2 separate regions of the Mus musculus genome follow, and region 1 is linked to region 2. A link is a contact called in public promoter capture Hi-C data. All regions are on one chromosome and are shown on one strand. The core of a region is the stretch at or near the end of the contact, and the rest is flanking DNA. Distances in the headings are between cores, read along the strand shown.

Evidence for each region. Capture Hi-C pulls out chosen DNA fragments and counts their contacts.
Region 1: a contact with region 2 is called in a promoter capture Hi-C map of adipose tissue, with 3 times the contacts expected there. The contact joins the promoter of Cst3 here to the promoter of Kiz in region 2. A contact is called at or near these places in 4 of 39 promoter capture datasets (embryonic stem cells, liver, neutrophils and 1 more) and 1 of 9 other capture datasets (adipose tissue).

The regions. Positions count from the first base shown.
Region 1 is chr2:148,872,252-148,877,927 of GRCm38.p6, forward strand. Cst3 (cystatin C) reads right to left here and starts at 3,261. Exons shown (of 3, transcript NM_009976.4): 1 at 2,902-3,261; 2 at 566-679. The coding sequence starts at 3,126.
Region 2 is chr2:146,853,932-146,859,137 of GRCm38.p6, forward strand. Kiz (kizuna centrosomal protein) reads left to right here and starts at 1,949. Exons shown (of 14, transcript NM_001033298.4): 1 at 1,949-2,112. The coding sequence starts at 1,991.

The sequences.
Region 1 (5,676 bases), core at 2,011-4,510, 2.0 Mb after region 2:
CCAGCACAGCTTGTTAAGGAGTAGCCTTTTAAGGTGTGGGAGCCCTAGAGGTCAAGGCAGTGGAAAAGGCTCAGGGCCCATGAGCCCTCCACCTAAGTACTAAGAGGGCCACCAGGAAAGAAGCCCAGGCATAGGACACATCTCTAAAAGTGGCAAAGGTATAGGGAAGGATGATAAGGAAAATGTAGCTATCACCACAACCATGGTGTCACATCCCTGCAGACATGGTAGAAGAGGCACAGAAGACTCCAACCATTAAATAGGTTCTGTTCTCTTTCATGTGGTCTTGGCAGGTGGCTCTGGCTAGGATTAAAAAGAGCCTTTCTCCCCAGCAAGAATACTTGCAGTTGCTTCTAGCTCAGTAGGGATAACTGAACATCAATAGCCCAATTCCCAGGAAAAATTAATTCAGCAATTAATCATGTGCAAATAAACCCCTCCCCTATAGGGATACATATTTGCATTGGCATGAACATACATGTGCCCAACACCTGTATCCATTTATGAATCACCATTATTAACTTTTGCCTGCACGATTGCCCTTAGGCTGATATCAAGTACCTACCCTCATCAGATGGGGCTGGTCATGGAAAGGACAGTCAGTCAAATTTGTCTGGGACTTGGTACATGTAGTTCGGCCCATCTCCACATCCAAAAAATAGTTCACTCCAGCCACGAGCTACAGTGAGAAGAGCAGGATTGAACAGTGCAGTCAAGTGACTTCCACACAGCTGCCTTCCATCACAGACCCGAAGTGTTTACCTAGGACTTATGCCTGGATTCATAGGCAGCCAGAAATCTCACCCACAGACAAGCGCCCCAGGCTCTGTTGGCAATTGTTTTATTCTGAGCAACTCTGACAAGTTGTCATATGTAGCTGACTAAGAGGAGAAGCAGAACACAAAAGGCAGAAGCTAGCACTGACAAACCTTTCTGTGAGTAGGGAAGGCTGTTCTAGGAGCCTAGGTTTGTTCTCTGAGCATAAGCAAAGGCTCTGGGCTGCAGTGTGGGATTAACTCAATTCTGCTGACTGTGGCTCCTCAGGCTCAGACACGACAGCACTGGTGGAGAGCCAGCCATTCCCCATACACAGCCTAGAGAGAACATATTTATTTACCTAGGACTCCTTCCTTTCAGGGACAAGAGGACATGGGATGCTTCACACACGGGGATGTTTCAAGTCAGAGGGAAGAGCACTCTTAAATGATTTCTCCTTCAGAGAGACTCTCCAGAATTTTCTCAAGCATGTCATTTCCCTGTAGGTCTTCCATTTGCAATTTAAGAATAGCACTTATCCCTCTCCCCATAATGGGGCACACCAGATCAACTTGTCAGAAATGGGAAGCACAAACTGAGGGACATAGGTCGGGGTGGAGGGGTACAGGGCTCTGTGTATTGATTGCCCCGCAGGACCAAAAACAGCTCTGGATTTGGGAGAATGTCCTGATTTTCCTACTAGTTAAAGGAGACCTGCAGACCAAAGAACCTACAACTCCTTATACTTTGCTCCATCTGTTGCCACAATTAAGAGGTGCACTGGCCCTCAAGGTCCAAGGCAGCTGGGAAGTGGAGTTTTCTCAAGGTTGATCCCAGCAGCAGGAGAAAAAAATGGAGCAGGATTTAACTCGTTTGTATTTTCAAGAGAAGGTAGAAATGAGCTCTACACACTGGCATACAACTCTTTGTCGTCTAAAACCTGGGCTTCCTTTGGGTCAACTTTGGGGCTTTAGCAGCTCCTGCAGCTAGCTCCTCTGTCAGAGTCTAAGTCTAAGGTAGTCTGTCCATCTACTCAGTGGGTGGAGGGTGATTAGAGCTATCTTGGGGGGTAATTAGCAAAACCCCTGAGGGATATCCCGAGGATATTCCAGGGCCACAAGAAGAGGGAAGCAAGGCTTCTTAGAACAACTAGACAGCACCTTCTGAGAAGACACAAGGGGACCTGCCTGGTGACCTGCACCAACATGACAGCCAAGAAACTCAGACACCAATCTACACAGTTATGTGTCCCTTAAGGATAGAGGCTCCTTCTGAGAAATGTGCCCTGGCCACACTGTGTACAAGCTAATACGGCTGCAGCATCAAGGGGTTGTTTAGCTTTGAGGTTCACCCATCACAAACCGAGTCATGGCTGAAGGGAGCCTGACTGTGTGGTACAGGACTGATCACCACAGCTGTCTGGACCATTCTACAGTGCTACCAAAACAGCAAGGCAGCACAGGCAGTGCTCAGAGAAAAAGACAGGCTGCCAGACTGGATAGAAATGGCCCTTGCTAGCAGAGTCCATAGTGGAGACCAGCAAACTGAGACTTTGAGTGAAGGACCTGAGTGTTCGTGGGTTCCCAATTTTCCAAATGGAATCTTGGGTATGTAGAGAATGCCCTTGTTTTCCGGAAGTGTTGACTCTGAAAGTATACACAAAAATAAGTGACTATAAACACACACCCACGTACACGTGCTCCTGAGTAGAGCAAGGAGATTGGAACATGGCCAAGTGTTTACTGGAAGGATGGGGTGAAATCTGCCGTCTGTCAGAATGAGTTTCAAGTAGCGCGATTAAGTGAAGCCAGATCATTAGCAGTTGACATTGACCCCAGGCGGCTAAGGGAGGTGAGCTCCGCCCAGGGAGCGTTTGACCTACATCCTTAGTACCTTCTCTGGGTGGCCTTTTGGAAACAGAGCTAGGAGGCCCACCCGCTGGGCTCTTCTGAGTTCCAGAATAAACAAAAGATGAATGTTAACACAATGAGTAGACCAGAGAAGAAAGGAAGAGAGAGGACCGCTCCCATAAGAAGCAAAGGTGTTGATTAACAACTGCAGATGCAAACCGCGCCCTAGCTAGGGGTGCCTGGGTGGGAGCGGCCTGGAGACGTCGGGAGAGCAGGGGACAGCAGGGACACGTACCTGCTTACGAGCTCTCACCACCTGTATGGCGCGGCTGTGGTACGCATCGTTGCTGCCCTTGTTGTACTCGCTCACAGCGAAGTCCAACGCTCGCCGCACGCCTTCCTCATTGGCATCTGCCTCCTCCGGGGCTCCCAACATTCGCGGGCCTTGTTTTGGGGTCGCCGCCCAGGCCACGGCCAGGACGGCCAGCAGGAACAGCAAGGAGCGCAGCGGGCTGGCCATGGTTGGCTAGGACAAAGGGATAAAGCTCCAACAAGACTCTGAGTTGGTGCAGAACAGACGCTGCTACTCCGTGCGACTTTTACCCAAATGCGAGCGTTAGGGACCCGCCCGCCTCTCCTGGCTCCTCCTTTTCCGGCGGCCACCCTCCCTTTTCCGTCTGCCCCCTAGCGGGCCCCGCCTCCTCTTCCGAACGGCCCCGCCCTCCCTCTGCTTCAGTCAGCTGCTAGTCTGTTCTTGCCTTGTAGGTCAGATACCTCTTAAAGAGCTGCCAGATTCCCATTCCCTGCTGAGCCTCCCCTCCCCCATCCCTGCCCCGCCTCTCCCTTCCTTCTTCACTCTTAGCTTTCTGTTCTTACCAGTTCCTCTTCTGTGCCCTTTTCCACAGCTTCCCCTTTTACTCCAAGTTCCCTGTTTCATGAAGTGTGGTTTCACCAGAGAAGTTGGTCATTGCTCTCTGGACCCTAAAATGCCAGTGACATCTGAACCCTGTTTCTCCAGAAAGGAAAAGGGCAACGAGTCTTTAATTTCCTGCATCTTCAAAGTTCAGCCTCGATCACTTGATGGAGAGCAGGGTCACTATGTGGGAATGCTCGGAGCAGGGCTATTATTTCATTTTCCTGAAGGCCCTGTCCTAAGATACTTGTCAAAGGAAAATAAATTGATCTTGGGGGAGTGGGGAAGTGTGCAGCATTCTGTGTAACTACTCATTATCCTTAAAGAAACCATCCTAGGCTTCTTCCTAGACCAGGCCACTCTAGGGCCTGGAGATACCACAGGAGGCCAAGCCCCGAATGGATATTGTAACAGGCTGCCCAGTATATCCATCTAAGATGAACCCATGTGTCTTTTATGCTTCCTAGTAGACAGGTTAAAAACTACGGTATGAGGCTGGGTATGATGGCGCATGTATTTAATTCCAGTACATGGAAGGCAGAAGTAGGTAGATCTGTGTTCAAGACCAGCTTGGTCTACATCTCTGGTTCCAGGCCAGCAAGGGCTACACAGTGAAATCTTAGAAGAAAAAGAAGAAGGAGGAGGAGGGGGAGGGGGAGAGGGAGAGGGAGGGGGAGAGGGAGAGGGAGGGAGAGAGGGAGAGGGAGAGGGAGAGGGAGAGGGAGAGGGAGAGGGGGAGGGGGAGGAGGTGGAGGAGGAGGTGGAGGAGGAGGAGGAGGAGGAGGAGGAGGAGGAGGAGGAGGAGGAGGAGGAGGAGAAGACAGGGCTACACAGTGAGACCCTCTTGTTAAAAAACAAACAGACAAATCAGTGATAACAAAACCCAAATATTGAAGTCTTTAATACGTTTTATTTAACCTATCAAATGTAATTTCAATATATAATAATAACTCTTAAGGAAACAGATTATATTCCTTAATGTGTATAGTAATCCTTTAGAGTCTGTGTATATTTGTAACATTTAGGACCAATGTTCACTCAGTCTGACCCCCCTTTCCACATCTGCTAACTGCTGATGCTGGTGGCTATAGTACTGCATAAGGTTTAAGCTTTAAAGTTTAAGGTTTGTGCTAGTGGTAGTATGGGAGGTGATCAATAATTAAGATCAGATGATTATAATGCTCTGTAGAAAGTGAGATAGGGGGAGCAAGAGATGGGTGCCAGTAGATATTAGTTGAAAGATCCCTTTGGGATTCAAACAGTCGAGGAGTTCCACCTAGACCAGGGAGATAGCACCAGTCAGAGGGAATGACCCCTGCTTAGGTGATGAGGTCCAACAGGGCTTTTCTGTTTAGAAACAAGGAACACTGGCAAGGGGTAAGTTTACATAAGCAGGGAAGGGGTAGGGCCAGGACTCTAACTCTGGCAGCTGTGTGGATGCTAGAGGAAGGCTGGGGCTTGAGGGCTATGGGACAAGCTAGTGAGAGGGCAGGCAGCTGAGGATGAACATTCAAGCACAAGGTCTATTCGAGCTGCTCCCCTAAGGGAGCCTCACTGTGGGTCTGTGATTTCCCTCTGATTGGAAGGTTACATAGTTTCCACTGACTTACCAGGAGTGAGGTATTGTTAACATATGACTTATTTTATGTGTATAAAATAATTTCAATGAGTGCACACAAATTCAGCACATGTGGCTGACCTTGTAAAGTTCCCTGGTGCCTTTTTGGTCCGTGTTGGTGCCCACTGGACCCTTGCCAGTCCATCTGTCCCTGGAGGCTCATTTTTCTGTCTATTCTTGGACTTCCTGTAAACATGTAGTGAGAGCAGTGTCTGGCCCTCTGGGGCAGAAGCACCATGAGGTTCCTTTGCACTGTTTCCTTAACCAGATTCTTAGTTCCCTTTCTCTTCAGGTAGAATATATGTTCAAGTGGATACTGTGTAGGCAGACACACCCTCCAGCTCAGGATCAAGCAAGCCCATGCTCACTATGCACCACTGGGAGTAGACAGGATTGAGTTGAGTTCTATGCAGATAGCTGACTTTATTTCTTCTTTCAACCTCACTCTCTTATGTTCTGTACTTGAAAATGCCCCTGTGACAAATGAGCTGGTAGTGAAGGTATCTGGTTTTGAGAGGAACACTGGAAGGTCCTGGGCT
Region 2 (5,206 bases), core at 699-3,198:
ATGGGATTGGTCGAATGGGGAGAAGGCCGGGCACATGGATCCCTACTGTGAGTGAGGTGTGTCTCATCATGCAACCCTGAAATTAGGGAATTATTAATTTAATTAGGGTGGAAAATTAGGGGGTGGATTAGGAAAGAATCAGAGAACTAAATTCCACATATTTAGGAACATGGACTGTATTTCCATGTTCTTAAAAAGGTATATTGGTCAAGGCAGGAGCAGAGACCCTATTTTGCTTATAGCCCATTATGCTGATTTATGACATTTTAATTCAATGAAGCGCACACGTGTGCATGTTTGTGTGTGTGTGTGTGTGTGTATGCATGTGTGTTAGAGTGTACAAGTAGAGGTTAGAGAACAACTCTTGGGAATCAAATCAAACTCAGATTGCCATACCTGCAAAGAAAGCATGTTTCATTTGCTGGGCCATCGTCTGGTCCACATGTTTTTGTTTTTAAGCCAAGGTCGGTCAGGCCCGCCTGGAATTAGAGATCCTCCTGCCTGTCCCCTTGAGTCCTGAGATTACATGGATATATTCTACCTTTCAGCATTTAGGCAGACAGTATGAGGAAGGAAGGATAGGCAAAATCATAATTTAGGGTTGCTGACTTGACCATTTCGTTGCTTCCCCTAATGCCAGTATGGTACTATAAGTCAGAGCGCAATGGACATGTGCAGTGTATAGTGAGCATGTTATAGTGGGACAAGACACGGACACATGCCGTCAGAAGCAGCTTAGATTTATTATGCCTTGATTTTTCAATTGAGTTTTGGTCATTACACATTCAGGAACGGTTTACTGTTGCTGAACTTTTTGACACACAGCTCCCTATCCCTAACCCATTCAGATATGGTGCAATCCCCATGGAGTCCTGACACACTATTAAAGAAATGTTGGTGTCAGGGATGCTTTGCATGAAAATAAAACTACCGACTTGAGAAAAGAGACATAAAATTAAAAGTCTAGGATAAGGAACCACATTGACTACAAGTACGTGTGTACATTTTTTTTTTTTTAATTTCCTATTCCAAGTGGGTTTTAGAATCCAGTTGTCTTTCTTCAGGAAGCCTTTTGCCATGTTGATGGAGGCAAGAATAAAGACTGATTCTGTTCTGGGCCTTTATAACCAGTAGTTCCTCTGAACTGATCTAAGGTTAAGTTAGTCTTGCTGTAATAGTCTGCCCAATTCACTCTGGGGCACCTAGGCTTTTTGTATGGTCACAGCTGAGTTGTGGGACATAGGGTTTATGCCAATGTAGTCTGGCTGGGGGCCTTGTTGGAGAATTGACTGCAGAAGTAAACGGTTTGATTCACAAGGACCTAGTTAGAAACCAAATCTTTCTCCCCTGAAAGGGCTGATGGCAACCTGAGCATTGAAAAACATTCCAGCGTGGGATGGCATATTTGGTTTCTTTGTTTGTTTGTTTTATTTTGTTTGGGGGTGGGGTTTGGTGTTTTGAGACTAGGTTTCTCTGTGTTGTCTTTGTTGTCCTGGAACTCACTCTGTAAATTAGACTGGCCTCGAACTCAGAATTCCTACTGCCTCTGCCCGTAGTGCTGAGATCAAGGGCATATTTGCGGTTCTTAAATTTTGTTTTCTTCTAGCTTTTTGTTTTGCTTTCTAAGTGCTGGTATCAAAACAATCTTGTCACAGGGTCTCTCACTGCAAATTCTAGGAAGGTAAATAAGAAACTGCATCTGATAAAATGAATGCGTGTAGGACGGATTCTGTAGGGGAAGAGAAACACAGCGGTAGCAGAGAGAACGTGACACAGCTCCCTTGTCTTCTCCCTGTACCACCAGGGCTGCTCCACCCTTGCCAGTCTCTCTGTCTTCGCCCCTCCCGGACCCACACCGCGGCTAACCCCGCCTCCTCGGCGCCCCGCCCTTCGCCCCGCCCTCTTCAGGCCGCTAGGCGCCTTGTTTACCCGCGGTGCATGTTGGGGCGGTCTCCTTGGGCAACGCTGGCCCGCCAGCTGCCCTGTGGCAATGCCGCGAGGGCGCGGTGGCGGTGGTGGTGGCCTGCGCCAGGCCTCCGCCACCTCTGCGCCCTTGGCGAGCCCCAGCTACTACGAAAGGGTGGGCCAGCTCCAGCAGGCTCTGCGGGACAGGTACGGCCGCGGGACGGGGCAGGGAGTCAGCGGCGCCACTGAGAGCATCGGGGTACGGTGTCCGGCCCACTTCCCGCCAGTGGTTCACTAGTGTTGGAACTCGCCTGCGACCCCCAACTAGCCCCAGAAGGGGTTAGGAGCACAACTTTACCACGGATGCCCCTTGTTTGAAAGCGCAGAGAGACTGTAATCTCTCATGACAACCAAAGCCAGGTCCCTCAGCCTGCGGATGCGGCCGGAAGTGAGAGTGGGAGTTTTTTTGCCTGCCAGTCTTGATCAAACCTTGTGAATTTCTTTAGTCCTCTCTAGTCCTACATGCCCCCTCCTCACTCTCTCTTCAAGTTGTCATCCTACTTTGACAGCCGCACTGCATCAAAGATGACAGGTCCAGGAACGCAGGCTGGAATGGTGTGTGTGTGTGTGTGTGTGTGTGTGTGTGTGTGTGTGTGTGTGTGTGTGTGTGTGTGTTTGCGCGCGCGCTGTAGTCTTTTAGAAGTGTCTGGGGCTGACTAAATTTCTAGTAAAAGGATGAAATTTTCAACGGGTTCAGCTTCGAGGGTTGGGATTGCCTTTGATTAAGACATGAAAGATGAGAACCATTGGAAAAAGCTAGATCTAAGAATGCATAAATAGAAAAAAGTACAAAGCAATTGACTATAAATAACCACATGGAAAGATAAGTTGTTGGAACACTTATTTAGCTGCCAAATTAATTGGACTTAGAAATCTCATTAGTTGACAAGAAAGGAAATAGATTTTTGGATCTTTTGATAAACAAAACATTTAGTGGGTGTTAAAGTTACAGAATCATTCAGAAGGAACAGGAGGGCTGTAACAATTCTAAGATCATAACAGTAATTGCAGGTGAGGTAAAGTAAGTGATTTTTCAAAGGAATTGCATCTTACACTAGACTTAATTTTTGCCAATTACTTGTTAAGTAACTCCCACGGGCCCTAACTCTTCTTTCCGTGTTTTATCTTCTTTCTACATCCGTTTTTTTTTTTTTTTTTTCCTTCTGACACAGTCCTGCTCACCTACTCTAGGGATCTCTTAATCTCCCACTTAAGAAAAAAAAAATTAACCATTTAGGCGTATGTTGGTGGTGGTCTATGCTGAAGAGACAGAAATAGGAGGACCACAGGTTCAAGGCCAGCCTGGGATACAAGCCAGCCAGGGCAGCATAGTGAGAACCTATCTCCAACACACACACACACACACACACACACACACACACACACACACACACCTTTATTTTTCCTACAGAGCTTTTCTTTTCTCAATACTTTCTAATGTTTGCACCTTCAGTGTGCTTAGTGAGATCTCAGAGAGAATACAATAGAGAGAGAGAGAATGTGTGTGTGTGCATGCACAAGCACGTGTGCACATGCGAGCTCAAGTGTGCCTACATTGAGAATTTTAGGTGAGAAGCAACACCTTTTGCTCACTGTGTAGTACAATGGTGGAGGAGGTGTTTTTGTAAAATGTTTGAATTTATGGGTTAAATCCAAAAGTCAATTAGCCAGCGTCTAGGTGTTACAAATGCCTTATGTGGAATGCCATCACCTCATTGTCACTGAATAATGATCTTTTTTCCAGTTACCCAAGGTGGTGGTATTAGATCTCTGCATATATATATGTGTACACATATATATATGCATCAGCTAATTTAAAAGCAAGAACTTTAGTTTTAGTGCCTTTATCTCATTGTCTGTTGTAGTTCAAGAGTGGTATAGTTACCTTTGGCCTTTACTTATTTGTGTTTTGTAGGCAAAGATCTGCTCTTAAAATGTGACTGATTTAAATGACATTCTTTTTGAACTAGGTTAGTGGTAAGTTATTTTTGCCTCCTATGCTGGAAGCACCTGGTTCTTTATGGTCCTTATGGCACAATAACTGTAATGATTATCCACTTTATGTTTAGCACTTTTTGCTTTAATTAGGAAGCAAGGTAAGGTTGTTGAAGTTACATAAGAAACTGGAGTCAGATTTTATGGCCTGTTCATGGTCCTGCATTTGAAGATTTGTTTTATTTTTAAGTCAGTGTAAATCTATTGCTCTGTGTGATCATTTTTCATTTTAAGAATCTGTAAGTGACTCTAATTAATGCATGCTACACACAAGATAGAAGCAAATAACTCTAGAGAGGGAGCTATAGTAAATGAGTAGGAACATGAGTTCTGCCCATGACAAGTCATGAGACTTCACCAAGGGTCACACACACACACACACACACACACACACACACACACACACTAAATGTAATAACATTTTAAAAATTAAAGCCAGTCTCATCATAGGGACCACTATTTCCTGAAAGTCCATGTTCATCTTCAATATTGTGAATTTCACAGCAGTTGGAAATGCTTTTATCACTTTGGAAACTTTGGGGAATCAGGAGATTAACAGCAACAACAAGTACAGTTCAGCCTTCTTGGCCCTTTTAGAGGCAGTCATTGAAATGTTAGCTGATCTGATAACTGAGCTTGTTCATCGAAACTGTTGTATTTTAAACTCCAGTCATTTTCCTGTGTATTCCCACATAGGTGTAATTTTATAGCTTGAATGTTTTTCTATGTGTGTGTAGTGCTTTCTCTCCATTGTTGTGAAAGTCCGTAATTGAATCTGAAAGAGTCTAATGGAGTGACATGTTGCAGTGTGTATAGTGCCCACAAGTGTGGTAGAAACATATAAGTGCAGCTGATACTTAACAACTACTGTATATAAAAACATCCTTTGAAAGGTCCATTAACCAGCCCCAGTTATTTTCAATGGTGATACCGATTCAGGGCAACATATCATAATGGTTCAGAATTGACGCTGAGATATTAGCTGAGTACAGTTGAGGGTGATGGAAAACCGTGGTATTGAGACACAAATTGACTAAGTTCCTTAAAATGTAGAAAATTCAGCTTTGTAAGAACAGGCCAGCTGTGAAAACCCAGATGAGGGTACAAGTGACTGAAACAAAGACTCTGTAAGTATCTCAGGTTTGGGCATTTCAGAGATTCTGAAATAGAGATTTGATATGTAGGCATTATTTGATATGTAAGGATTATTATGGTGGTCCCACCAATAAGCCTTCCCTCTGACTTT